Linked DNA regions of Sus scrofa: region 2 is linked to region 1. Evidence: chromatin contacts called from public HiChIP or PLAC-seq data. All regions are on one chromosome and are shown on one strand. Each heading gives the region's core, a stretch centred on a gene start, on an enhancer-like site or on the middle of the called end of the contact. The rest is flanking DNA. Distances are from core to core; before and after follow the strand shown.

What was found. HiChIP or PLAC-seq counts read pairs in DNA pulled down with a chosen protein or histone mark.
Region 2: a contact with region 1 is called in an H3K27ac HiChIP or PLAC-seq map of alveolar macrophages. The contact joins two enhancer-like sites. A contact is called at or near these places in 1 of 47 Hi-C or Micro-C datasets (epiblast stem cells) and 1 of 2 datasets of contacts at active chromatin or transcription factors (alveolar macrophages).

What each region holds. Positions count from the first base shown.
Region 1 is chr1:32,046,260-32,053,372 of Sscrofa11.1, reverse strand. All of the region lies in intron 4 of LOC106508846 (a long non-coding RNA gene), which reads left to right. Among named protein-coding and RNA genes, the nearest start is that of ARG1, 30 kb to the right of the region's middle. Within about 2 kb of position 4,027, at least 3 of the 83 cell types and tissues checked have an H3K27ac peak or open chromatin away from gene starts, as enhancers often do. A contact at or near this core is called in alveolar macrophages, where this site is marked.
Region 2 is chr1:32,459,862-32,466,974 of Sscrofa11.1, reverse strand. The region is part of intron 1 of EPB41L2 (band 4.1-like protein 2); the gene reads right to left. Among named protein-coding and RNA genes, the nearest start is that of EPB41L2, 45 kb to the right of the region's middle. Within about 2 kb of position 4,589, at least 11 of the 83 cell types and tissues checked have an H3K27ac peak or open chromatin away from gene starts, as enhancers often do. A contact at or near this core is called in alveolar macrophages, where this site is marked.

The sequences.
Region 1 (7,113 bases), core at 2,778-5,277:
AAGTTGGAACTGGAAAATTGTTCAATAGTCATCCCAGCAAGAAACTAGCAATTCTTTATTTGATGGAATTCTTGCTTAGAGTGTATTTTGAATTATTCCAGGATAAAAAGAAATTTCAAGTGAATTAAAAAACCCAAGGTATTAGAAACTACAGCTCCCAGCTTTTTCAAAGGTTAAACAAATACCTCTGGAAAAAAAGAATTATCGCAAACAATAATCCACTGACCAATCTCTTGCTCGGTGTTTAAAATTCTGTATTTAATCTATACAAAGTATGATACAGAGTCTTGCTTAGAAAATAGATAATATGATATTACTGAGTTTGGTTACTTTCAAAAATATTCTAGATAGCCCTATATATAATGTCATATCATTGAATCTCTATATATTCCATCTTCCTCACCAGTAATGTTAGAAGAACATAGACTTGTGTTTAATAATGTATTTAAAAGCTCTAATAATTATATGAAAACAAACCAAATAGAAAACAAAGAATGTAGACTCTCTGGATTGACATTTAAAATCCTACAACGCCAATTCTATTGTGCCTTCCTGTGCTATAAAAGAGTTACTTCCCCAGTCTTTGTTAAAGGTGGAGTTCTAGGAGTAACTCAGGTTCTAGCATTAGAAGAGACTCTTACTCTGAGTTACACAGAGGGAAAAGCAGAGTTCGGGGCACCATCTCTCTCCCCAAGAGAGCTTGTCACCGGTAGCATGTTGGTATCAGCAGCAGTGGCTTTCTGATTCAACAGCCTCATGCTGTGGAAGAGCCAGCAGTTCCTTGGAAGTTCAGCCCATTTTTGCAGTCGTCTCAACAATTCTGGGAGTTGCTTCTATCCCTTAAAAAAAAAAACAAAAAAAACAAAAAAGCAAAGAAACAAAAAAACCTTACCTTAATGGAGTTGCCTACTGCTAAAAACCCTGCCTAAGACAGTTCTAGTGTATCACTGCACCCACAGTAGAGCTGAAATCAGTAATAATAGGAAAGGAATATGACCTCTGAAACTGTAGGGTTGATTCTCTTAGTCTTGCACAGATACTATGCAAAGTTTTTGGAATACAGCCCCCACGAAGAGCTCCTCATGAGAGTTTTTGAACGTGGTTGTGGGGACTGGGGTGTCCAGGGAGGGGGCAAGGAAAAATTAACAAATTAAAAACAACAAAATATTAAACATGGCTGCAAGACACCTGACACTTTTTGAAATCAGAGAATTTAGGAAGGGACAAAGGAAAAGAAAGAGGAGAGAGGAGTTCCCACCCTGGCTCAGTGGTAATGAACCCAACTAGCATCTCTGAAGACACACGTTCCATCCCTGGCCTTGCTCAGTGGGTTAAGGATCCGGCGTTGCTGTGAGCTGTGGTGTAGGTCGCAGACGTGGCTCAGATCCCTCCTTGCTGTGGCTGTGGTGTAGGCTGGCAGCTGCAGCTCCAATTCAACCCCTAGCCTGGAAACTTCCATATACTGTGGGTGCAGCCCTAAAAAGACAAAAAAAAAAAAAAAAGAGAAAAGAAAGAAGTATATCCAACACTTTATAGATATTATTACATAATAAATAATGCCATCATGATATACCAAATACATTGAGAATGTCGATCTTCTTTTAGATATGAGAAAACTGAGGCTTTGCACCTGGGATTTAAATCCACATCCATCTATCCTAAGAACATACACTGTTTTTAATTTAATGTAGTGATGGGAACAATGGGGATAGGGAGAGACTTAGTAAACTTTTGGGTTATCTTTAAAAAAGTATTAATTGAATACCCAGTCTGCAGAATGAGATTTAGAACTGTGAAAATTTTCCCCCTTGGACTTTAATTAGAGATGTCTGATTTTTTTCCTCTACATAAATTCAAATCTTTATACTATGGACATTTACTGGACAAATTTGAAATGAGGACATAAATGTTTCCGGATATTTCTTCCCTCTCCTGAAAATTTTGCTGATTTGTTCTTGATAGTTCCTATAAATACCTCTGTGGGATGGGAAAGTGTAAAGTTAGGAGGAATGACCCGGCCAGAATGAACTATGATTCATGATAACATGTAATTCCCTTAAATGTTTAAATTTAAAATCCGTGTAAATGAATAACCTTTTAAAAGACATGCTGCATCACCAGTGGAGTTTGACAAATGCTTCTAATTACTTAATGCATTACATAGGTAAGAAAGCTAAATACTCTTAGACCTCATTGCTATTTCAGATCAAATGAGAGATGGGTGCATTGATTTGCCATGCATGTTTGTGTGTGTGTGTGTGTGTGTGTGTGTGTGTGTGTAGAATTCATTCAAAGAAACTTTTGAAATCTCAGATGTAAAAAGAGATTAAATTCCACGTGGAATGTGAAAAAAACTCTTCAATTGGTTAATACTGACAATTCTCAACTATAGCTACAATTTATTTTATGTTAAATTATATTCTAAAGCTAATTTGTCTGTTCTTTTACGAGATTAATTTATTATATGTAATCTAGCGCCCCCTTGTGTAATAGATTTTATTAACAAAGTTTGGGAACCAGTATTTGTATACTACGGATACTTTCCTGTAAATCATGTATCTGATAAAGTTTTGGTATCCGTGGCATATAAAGAATTCTTACAGGAGTTCCCGTCGTGGTGCAGTGGTTAACAAATCCGACTAGGAACCATGAGGTTGCGGGTTCGATCCCTGGCCTTGCTCAGTGGGTTAAGGATCCGGAGTTGCCGTGAGCTGTGGTGTAGGCCGGCAGCCACAGCTCCGATTAGACCCCTAGCCTGGGAACCTCCATATGCCACCGCAGTGGCCCAAGAAAATAGCAAAAATACAAAAAAAAAAAAAAAAAGCAATGAATTTGAATATGCATTTTTTCTCTAAATGTATATTCTTACATGGCCAATGAGCACATGAAAATATGGTCACATTTGTCCTTAGAGAAACGTAAAATAAAACCACAATCCAATAGCACTTCACATCTTCTTGGATGGCTTATATATTGTGTTTTGATTTCCAATTTTAGTCCTTGGATCATGGTATTATTTTATCTTTATTTTTTGGTTTGTATTTCCAAAGTCATACACAATAAAAAAAATATAGAAAGGAGCAAGGTTGAAATTTTCAGGTTTCATGCTTTGCCTATAACTGTCATTGAACCAAAACCACGTATGCATTGGAACGTTTCTTAAGAAAATCAGATTCATTCTCAGGAGGGAGGAAAAATAACTTTGTAAAACAGGAGAATTAGTTCTCAGAGATTCTTGGAATTTCAGGGTAAGAAGAAATTGTGGTGATGGAGCGAGGGGCAGAATGTGGCTGACATTTGTTTTTCCTGTGCAAATACAGCTGTCACTGTGTGGTGTGGCACAGGCTACAGGGCATGGTTAGTCCTTCCATGGAGCATGGGTTTATGACAGACTTCTCTTTTTTTAAAAAATTGTGGTACACATACAGAGAACAAACTACTCATTACCAGTAAGACGGGGAGGGGCAACATAAGAGGTGGAGAAGTGGGAGTTACAAACTATTGGGTGTAAGATAGGCCACAAGGATGTATTGTACAACACAGGAATATAGCCAATATGCTAACAGTAAGTGGAGTGTAACCTTTAAAAACTGCATATGTTGGGAAAATGAGTCATCGTCTGTGAGTCTCCTCTTCAGGAAATATTGCTGTAAGACAAAAATCAGTTGAGCAAATATAGTTTGGGGTGCTTTGTTCAAAAAATGTGATAAAAATCACGTAACATAAAATTTACCGTCTGAACCATTTGTAAGTGTGTAGAGTACAGTAGTGATAGGCAGAGGTACTTTGCTGTGCACCAGAACTCTAGACCTTTTCATCTTGTAAAATAGAAACCCTGTATCCATTGAACAACTCCCCTTTTCCCTTCCTGACAGTTTTCCTTTTTTCAGGAAATCTCATGTGAACACCAATATGTGAAGAGGTAGAAGCTATGTTGCCGTAATCCATGGCAAGGGAGGTGGCACCCTTTCCCTGGGACCCCCCTCCCTGTTGATGCTCAGGCTTGTGCACTCTGTGACTCTAGGCTTTTCAAGACTGTGGTTTCACACAATCAGAGACTTAGCTCTTCCCCACTGTAAAGGGTAGAACAGTACCCTATCTATCCCCCAAGTTCATATGTTGACGTCTCAACCCCCAGTACCTCAGAATGAGATCCTATTTGGCAATAGGGTCTTTATAGAGGTAATCAAGTTAATATGTGGTCATTAGGGTACACCCTAATCCAACAGGACTGGCGTCCTTATAAAAGGGGGAAATTTGTGACAACCAAGGCAGAGGTGGCGGTGATGCTTCTAAAAACCAGAGCACCTAGAATTGCTCATAAACCACCAAAAGCTGAGGAGAGATTCTCTCTCACAGCCCTCAGAAAGAACCAGTCCTACTGACACTTTCACCTTGGACTTCTAGCTTCTAGAACTGTGAAAGAATAGATTTCTATTTTTTTTGATGACAGCCCTAGCCAGCTAATACTCCCACATTTCCCATCAGTGAAGCTGTGGATTGCTATGGCTGCTGGATATGGCCAACACAGCCAACAGAGACTTAAGTTTTAGGCTGAGTAGTTACAAATCCCCAGAGATATGACAACTTTGTACTATAATGCAGTTACAGGTTATGGAAAATAATTAACTCAGTGAAAAATGTGCTTTCTAATTGGCCATAAAGGAGAGCAGAATATGCACCCCCAAATATGCCTCTTTGGCATAAGGATTGTCTTGAGCTGGTCTTTTTTAAGAAATAGCAGACACAAGGGAAGCTTTGAAAACTGAACAGAAGTTACCCTTTGGTCAGGGACATTTCCATTTATCAGGGAAATCTTCATTGGTGAGGGTGTCTCCCTCTCTGTACCAGAAAGAGAAAGATGATGAAATTGCTACAATCTCTTGTCAGTGGAGAAGGCAGCAACTTAAATTGATATAATAATTAAGTGAAATCTTTTTTAAAATTGTTATTTCCCCAATACAGTTTTTTTTCTACTGTACAGCATGGTGACCCAGTTACACATATATGTACACATTCTATTTTCACACATTATCATGCTCCATCATAAGTACTAGACATAGTTCCCAGCACTACACAGCAGAATCTCATTGCTAATCCATTCCAAAGGCAATAGTTTGCATCTATTAACCCAAAGCTCCCCATCCACCCTACTCCTCCCCCTCCCCCTTGGCAACCACAAGTCTATTCTCCAAGTCCAGGATTTTCTTTTCTGTGGAAAGGTTCATTTGTGCCATATGCTAGATTCCTGATATAAGTGATAACATATGGTATTTGCGTTTCTCTTTCTGACTTGACTTTACTCAGTATGAGAGTCTCTAGTTCCATCCATGTTGCTGCAAATGGCATTATCGTGTTCTTTTTATGGCTGAGTAGTATTCCATTGTGTATATATACCATATCTTCCTGATCCAATCATCTTAGGTGGACATTTGGGTTGTTTCCATGTCTTGCCTATGGTAAATAGTGCTGCAATCAACATGCGGGTGCACGTGTCTTTTTTAAGGAAAGTTTTGTCTGGATATATGCCCAAGAGTGGGATTGCTGGGTCATATGGTAGTTCTATGTATAGATTTCTAAGGTACCTCCATGCTGTTCTCCGTAGTGGTTGTACCAGCTTACATTCCCACCAACAGTGCAGGAGGGTTCCCTTTTCTCCACACCCCCTCCAGCATTTGTTATTTATTAATGATGGCCATACTGACTGGTGTGAGGTGGTATCTCGTGGTAGTTTTGATTTGCATTTCTCTAATATGATATCAGGGATATTGGCCATCTGTACATCTTCCTTGGAAAAATGTCTATTCATGTCTTTTGCCCATTGGGTTGTTGGTTTTTTTGCTGTTGAGTTGTATACGTTGCTTGTATATTCTAGAGATTAAGCCCTTGTCAGTTGCATCATTTGAAACCATTTTCTCCCATTCTGTAAGTTGTCTTTTTGTTTTCTTTTTGGTTTCGTTTGCTGTGCAAAAGCTTGTCAGTTTGATTAGGTCCCATTGGTTTATTTTTGCTTTTATTTCTGTTGCTTGGGAGACTGACCTGAGAAAACATTTGGAAGGTTGATGTTAGAGAGGGTTTTGGCTATGTTCTCTTCCAGGAGTTTGATGGCGTCTTGTCTTATATCTAAGTCTTGAAGCCATTTCGAGTTTATTTTCATGCATGGTGTGAGGGTGTGTTGTAGTTTCATTGATTTGCATTCAGCTGTCCAGGTTTCCCATCAATACTTGCTGAAAAGACTGTCTTTTCCGCATTTTATGTTCTTGCCTCCTTTGTCAAAGTTTAATTGACCATAGATTTCTGGGTTCTTTATTCTGTTTCATTTGTCTGTATTAAATTGACATAATAATTAAACCCTTGTTTACTATGTTTTGCCTGACGACTTCCTATAACTGGAAAATTAGGTTTCCTCCCCTTCATCTAGCAGCTTTCTTAACATTTATTTTTATGTAGAAAATTGTTTTTTTTTTTTTTTTTTTGTCTTTTTGTCTTTTGTTGTTGTTGTTGTTGCTATTTCTTGGGCCGATTGTTAGTGCTTTAATCTCATTTTAATCTCGCCAGGCTAACATTTTAATGGGACTGTCTTGCTCAAGAGAATGGTTTACAATGAAGAATATACCCCCAATTCTGGATTTATCTGATCATTTCCTCGTGGTATCATTTACCTTTTGGCTGTTAATTGGAAATTAGATATAAAGGCCTGATTTGATTTAAACATTTCTGGCTATAATACATCCTAGATGATGTGTTTCATTTCATATCGCATCTCACCATAGGACTCTTGAAATCTGGTTGTCCACCAGTAGGATGAAACCACGGGGCGGGGGAGGGCAGGGGGGATGTAGGGTTAACCTCTTGAGCCGTCCATGGCAACCAAAACCTAATCTTTGTGGTGTTATTGTGGCCCCATTCAGTTGTCCGCTTCTCCAACAATTATTCTCCTAAGGGTCAACACCAGTTCCTTGCCTGAATAAATGATTGGATGAATTGTAGTGAAATGTGTATTTCCTAATTTTATTATTTCCTATGTATTGATTGGGAAATTTAAATGTGGACTGGTTATTAGATGATACTAAAGATTTTAGAACAATGTTTTTAGTTAGAAAATGTTACTTT
Region 2 (7,113 bases), core at 3,340-5,839, 410 kb before region 1:
CAACTATGTAAGGAGCAGGAAAAAATGGCCTCATTGTTGATTTATTTACTCCGAGGGGTCTGAGGCAGTCAACACAACAAAAAATAGCCTGTAAGGCAATAACCAAAGAAAAAGAAGCACTTTTTTTTTTTTTTTTGTCTTTTTGCCTTTTCTAGGGCCACTCCTACGGCATATGGAGGTTCCCAGGCTAGGGGTCCAATCGGAGCTGTAGCCACCAGCCTACGCCAGAGCCACAGCAACGCAGGAACCGAGCCGCGTCTGTGACCTACACCACAGCTCACGGCAACGTCAGATCCTTAACCCACTGAGCAAGGCCAGGGATCGAACCCTCAAACCTCATGGTTCCTAGTCGGATTCGTTAACCACTGGGCCACGATGGGAACTCCGAAAAAGAAGCATTTCTTGAGATAACTGGCCACATCTTCACAAGACTGACTTTCCCATAAGTAAACAACAACAGAAGAACAGCTGCCCCAAGGTTATCCAGAGGTCTGGCCTGAGAAGTTAAAGCGCTCAAGTTCACTATTCAAACACATGGGTTTTCTGGCCCATGTTAGAAAAGTTCGGCCTGGGAAAATTTACTTCAGATTTGAGCTAAATGGGCAATTAAAGAATCTATTTACTACTCTTATATTTTTAAAATTCTCACACCCCCAGAAGACTCATCTTAAAATATAACTGGACTTTTCTTAAAAACAGCAAGAGATGAAAAATGTAGAATCATCACTAATTTCTGTCAATTCTCATCCCACTTTCACCTATATTCAATTCCTGTTTACTGTGCAATTACGGCGTTAAAAAGCACAGCTAACACTGAGAGGGATAAAGAGCACACTACCCAGAGGTATATTTATTACCAGAGGTTTTATCTGCATCTGTATTTACACACAATAAGTCGAGGGTGTTTTGTTTGTGTGTTTTTGTTGTTAAAGTATCTCTATGTGGTTTACTTTCTATCAGGCAAGAGCACTGAAGGCCCTTCATGTGTTTAAATGAAAGACTTCACACACTTGACTTCAATAAAGCCAGCAGTTTCTTAAAGATAGATCCCAGCCATGAATCGTCTAGGTTTGTGTGCCGGAAAGGGTGAAAAGGGCAGTTTTCTGTTTGGCTGCCAATGGGCTGAACAATTCCCAGTAGCCTGTGTTGGAGAACAACTTCTCTAAGAAGAAAACATTCAAGCTAGCTTGCTACACTTGTGCAAAATACCCTCGTGCAAAACAACTCCCTCATTAACTCCCTCTCCCTATTTAGGGGCTTACTCTTGGTTCCTTTCTATTGCTTCAAATGCACTACTTAGTTCCTTTTAGTTTTTGTTTTTTTTGTTTTTTTTTTCATTTAGTAGGGCAGTAATTTAAAACTATGAATGTCCGATTATAGCTTTTGTGGCCTCTCTTGAGTTTTGCTATGTAGTGTTTTCCTTGTTACTGGGTTCTAAATAATGTGTAATTCTAGCTGTTATATCCTCCTTGACCCAGAGTGGTTTCCTCTCCCTGTCTATTCCTACACATAGTCCAAGATGTTACCAACACTAGAGTTCTGCACAGTTGAATGAAATGACAGCAAAAAGACGAATTAATTGATTTTCCACGCTAAATATCTTCAGTATATTTGGTGAGAGATCCCAATCAACAAGTTAGGCTCACAGAGTCAACCAGCTCATCACCAAAGATTATAACCCAAGTTGCTCAGTTTACCTCTAGCCCTTCGGCTCTCACTGTGCTTTGCTGCTCACACTTTTGGAAAAATTCTTTTTTTTTTTTTTTTTGGTCCTTTTTTAGGGCTGCACCCACAGCATATGGAGGTTCCCAGGCTAGGGGTCTAATTAGAGCTACAGCTGCCGGCTTACGCCAGAGCCACAGCAAGGCCAGATCCGAGCCACATCTGTGAGCTACACCATAGCTCATGGCAATGCTGGATCCATAACCCACTGAGCGAAGCCAGGGATTGAACCCGCAACCTCATGGTTCCTAGTCAGATTCGTTTCCACTGCGCCACAATGGAAATTCCTGGAACAATTCTTGAGCTCACTCCGACCCCTCCATTTCTCACCCACTTCATGTGGTTTAGTGATGCTCACTCAGAAGAGTATCACTTTAGCAAGCATCACCTCAAGATTGGGGGACTTCCTATGTTCTACAGCAGTGGTTTAAACTGTTAGAAGGTACACAGCAAACAAGAATAAATGAAAAACATTAAAAATCCTACACAGACTCAAAGAACCACATTCCAATGCCCTCCTGAGCAAAAACCCTATGAAGAACACCAAACTGACATAAAACCAAAAATATAGTCAGAAAAGTTTGGAAAATATATAGCCCAAAACATAGCAACTTCTTTTTTCCTAAAACAAACCCTTAAGAAAAGAGGGAATCCTCTTTAAAAATAGTAGAAATATATGAGCAACAGCTAATATTTCCCTAACACTTGGCATGTGTGAGGCATTCTGCTAAGAGTTTTTGCATATACTAACCGATTTAATTTTTACAAACACTCTGCAGTAGTTCCATTCCTATTCCCATTTCATAGAGTATGAAACTAAATGACAGCTGCTAAGTGACAAACCCAGGCATTCTAGTTGCAGTAGTGATACTAATTACTTCACTATGTACTACCCAACAATGCTTTATACCAACTCCTAAAAATAATTCTCCATCAGCTTTCGGGTCAAATCTTCTTGATTTATTTTAAATAATAAATTACTAACACGCTTGAGTTCAAATCCTGGCTCAACCAATCAGCTGCTGTACAAGTGATTTAATCTCCTCAGTTTCCTCATCTGCAAAGTGAAATTATTGATAGCACCTATCTCATAAATTGACCATGGGCTTTAAATGAATTAAAATATTCTAGGAGTTCCTGCTGTGGCACAATGGGATCGGCAGCATCTCTGCAGTGCCAGGATGCAGGTTCAATCCCTGGCCTGGCACAGTAGATTGAAGGATCCAGTGTTGCTGCAGCTGCAGCCCAGGTCACAGCTGTGGTGTAGGTCACAACTGCAACTCAGATCTGATCCCTGGCCCAGGGAACTCCATGTGCCACAGGGCAGCACCCCTCCCCACCCCCCCAAAAAAGTTCTAGTTATACAATAGTACCTGGTACCTAGTAAGAAATCTATGTCAGAACCATTATAAGAATAGTGCAATCAACATTAATCCATCGTTCCTAGGGGTGTATTTCCTTCCAAAGTATAAAAAACATCACCATAGCAGTCCCCTGGTGGCCCATCAGTTAAGAACTTGGCCTTGTTACTGCTGTGGTGAGGGTGGGAATCCCTGGCCCGTTAACTTCTGTATGCCCAGGGGAGCTTAAAAAAAAAAAAAGAAAAAAGCCATCACATGTAAGCCATTTAAAAATCTTTCAAAAATTGAATTCTGTCAGATATTGTGGATAACTACATATATTAAGTACTCAAATATGTCTCTGGATAAAATCCTTATGACATCATCACACCAGATTCAACTCTAGAACATGACTTCATGAAAACAGGAATTTTCTGTTTTGTAAATCTTTCTATTTCCATCACCTACAACACTGCTTGGCACCAATAAATGTTGAATAAATGAGCAAAAAAGTGCTTAATCTCAAATGATTTAGAAAGAAATGAGGATGTTATGTCCTGGAAAACAATGTTAGATAAAAACTTTTCCATAAAAAGCTTCCTAATATGAAAGAATTTTGGCAAAAGCAATCCTCCCAATACTGATTAATGATATACTGCTATTTTATTTATGTAATTACTAAGTAGTAAATTAAATACTTAAAAAAGATTTTATTGTTTTATCTGTTACCCTAAAAGTTTACACAGTCACAATGGCCTAAAAACCACTGGAAGGATGTAAATTTCCTATGTATGTCTTTTCCTGTGGTCTTTCACCTTCCCTCCAAAATATTTCCATCTAAGCTTCAGTGAGCCAAAGATTTCGGTGGACACAAATACAAACTTCCCTTTCCTGAAAAGAACTCTATGTCTACAGAAGTAATGAACTTTCTTTTCATATCAAATACGCCTTTTTAAAAACAAATAGTAGAGAAACCTGCCAGCTTGTAAGTGGCAGGCAGCCATTATTATTTCACTCATTCAAGGATCTATTTATTGAATACTCCCTATGACTCAGGCACTGGGCTAAACTCTGAGAAAAAAGGAGGAAGGTAAGACATGACCCATGTCTCAAAGCACTCCCATTCTCTCATGGAGATGGATGCAAAGGCATAATTATAAAGCAATATGAAAGGTCTACAATGGGCAGGGTCTCAGAGGAAAGAGAAACCAACTGTGGCAGGGGCAAGGGCAGTGCAAGAAAATGTCACTAGGATGAGCCCCTTTTAATTGAATTTTGAGGACAAGTAGAAGCTTGTCAGGTAAGGACAAGGAAACACAGATAGCGGGCACTATCACAAGTGTTGGAGCAGTATGGAAGGTTCATGAGGAGAATGAGTATTGTGCAATCGAATACCACTAAAACATGGAACTTGTGGTTGAGATTTTGGGGAAATGAGGCAGCAGAGCTGCCCAGGAGGAGGGGTGCTCATTAAAAAGTGTCTTCTACCCAGGCCAAGGAATGACTAAGCCTCCTCTGTTCAAGAGGTTCCCATTTCTGTCCTAGAATGGCATGTGACAGATGGCAAGTAAGCAAGACCACTAGCCAAGTGCTCGTGTCAACTCTGAGCACACGACAACTTATTCATACTTTAACAATCATGTTCTCAGACTAGACTGAGAGGTCTCTGAGGGCCTTCTTACAGGTCTTATTACAGCTTACATCGACTGCTGCAATTCCTTTATTTAACAGTTGTCAAGGGCCCACTGGACCCTGGACATTATCATAAGTACTGGACACTCATGGTTCTTATACTATCCCATCCCAACTAATCTAGGACCTCTCTGAGGAAACGACATTTGAGGTGATACCCAAGAATGATAAAAGGCCACCCTAAAAGATTTCAGTTCCTATCCTCCACTTATATCCTAAGCTGATGTTTAACAAATAAATAATCTCCTTCTTAGCACATTTCTATTTGAATTCAAAGCCATCCTTCTCTGAATTCTATTTCTTGGTCCACTTCCTCTATATTCATTCTGAGTATCATCCCAAATCTCAGTCCAGCTCCACTGGAGGCCTCATTCTATCCTTCTTATTTAAAGTTTGTTTTGTTTTTAAAGCCATTAGCTTTCTTGAGAGGCCATACAGTGAAGTGGTTAAGAGTGTAAGCTCAGCAGTCAAACACCTAAGCGTCCCAACTCCACCCTTGGTAAACACGTGACCCTGGGAGCCTCTCTAAGCCTGTTTCCCCTCCCATGTGATAGGGATAAGTGTATCCAATTCCTACTCGTTTTGAAGATTAAATGAGATGTTGCATACAGTAATGAATTAACATTACACCACAATGTTAGCTATTTTATTATTAATCACTAAACCAACAGCCTAAGGAAAATAAGGAATTTTTTTTTTTTTGGTCTTTTTAGGGCCACACCCACAGCACATGGAAGCTCCCAGGCCAGGCGTCAAATCAGAGCTGTAGCCGCTGGCCTACACCACAGCCACAGCCACAGCCACATCAGATCTAAGCCACATATGTGACTTACACCATAGCTCACAGCAAGGCTTAACCCACTGAGTAAGGCCAGGGATTGAACCTGCGTCCTCATGGTTACTAGTCAGATTCAGATTCATTTCCACTGAGCCCTGATGGGAACTCCCATGGAACTTTTTTAACAGATGTGTTTAAGATCAGACAGCTATTATTATCTCATGGAGCCTGCCCAAATGTACGTTTCTAGCCTTAATCAATCACCAAAGTCACAATATCAAACCACTGGTCCATATTTACCTCCAACTTGGATGACCTGGGGTGGCCTTGTCAAAAATCATCTTCCCACAAAATCAACTTCCCCTTAGGCTTTCACTTCCCAGTTGCTTCTAACTCCATCTTCTCCTTCACTGGCATCTCCAGCATCTGTCATCTGTTCTTTGCAAAGGTTGGTAGGCTCATCTCTGTTTTCATTCTCACAGCAAACCTTCTCTCCTCCAAGCCCAAGGTATGGAAATGCTGGACAAGCAGCATAGCAGAGCAGAGCTGGTATACAACTGTGAGAAGCTGAACCCAAGCTGACCGCCTGGTTAACTTCCCCACCAGCAGTCTTGACCTATTCCACATTACATGCAGTTCATGGGGGCCAAAGGAAACCTAAATATAAGATTATCCTTTAATAGCATTGAAAAATCAGAAAATGAATCAAAGCAAAGCTGTGCAAAATCACCTAAAAGATACCAAACAGCCCCCCAAGTCACTAAGACTTGAGGCACTATGACTGAAAGTATTTAAATGAGTTAAGTAAAGTTTGCCAATCTTGGGAATTTCCATCGTGGTGCAGCGGAAACGAATCCAACTAGGAACCGTGAGGTTTCAGGTTCAATCCCTGGCCTTGCTCAGTGGGTTAAGGATGCAGCATTGCCATGAGCTGTGGTGTAGGTCGCAGACGCAGCTCAGATCTGGTGTTGCTGTGGCTGTGGTGTAGGCCGGTAGCTGTAGCTCGGACTGGACCCCTAGCCTGGGAACTTCCATATGCTATGGGTACGACCCTAAAAAGACAAAAAAAAAAAAAAAAAAAAAAAAGTTTGCCAATCTTAAGAGTGACCAGCAATGAGGAGACAGAGAAAAGAAATTCAGAGGGAGGGAGTATGCGGTCAGACTGACCCACACGCTGTCCCTTCTGACAAGAATGGCTTTATTGTGAGGACGGATGAGGACAGGGACCGGATGCATTTTGTTGGTGCTATATGAGCAAAACACAGCACCTCGCCCAGGAACAGGCAGCTAACAGTGCAGAAAATGTTAATGAATTACTCACAAGGCGGCTCTTATGATAATCAATCTTTCAGTTCTTACACCACAGTCACCACTCACTACCTGACACTGCACCATGTGACCATCGAGCAGACCACACACTAGACAGGATGATGCCTTTATTCCTCATGCCTATACTTCCCTCTCTAAGCTAATAAACTGGCACTCTAATCATCTAGACCCTTCCATCTCTCTCTTTTTTTCTGTCTTTTTAGGGCCACACCTACAGGACATGGAAGTCCCCAGGCTAGGGGTCAAATCAGA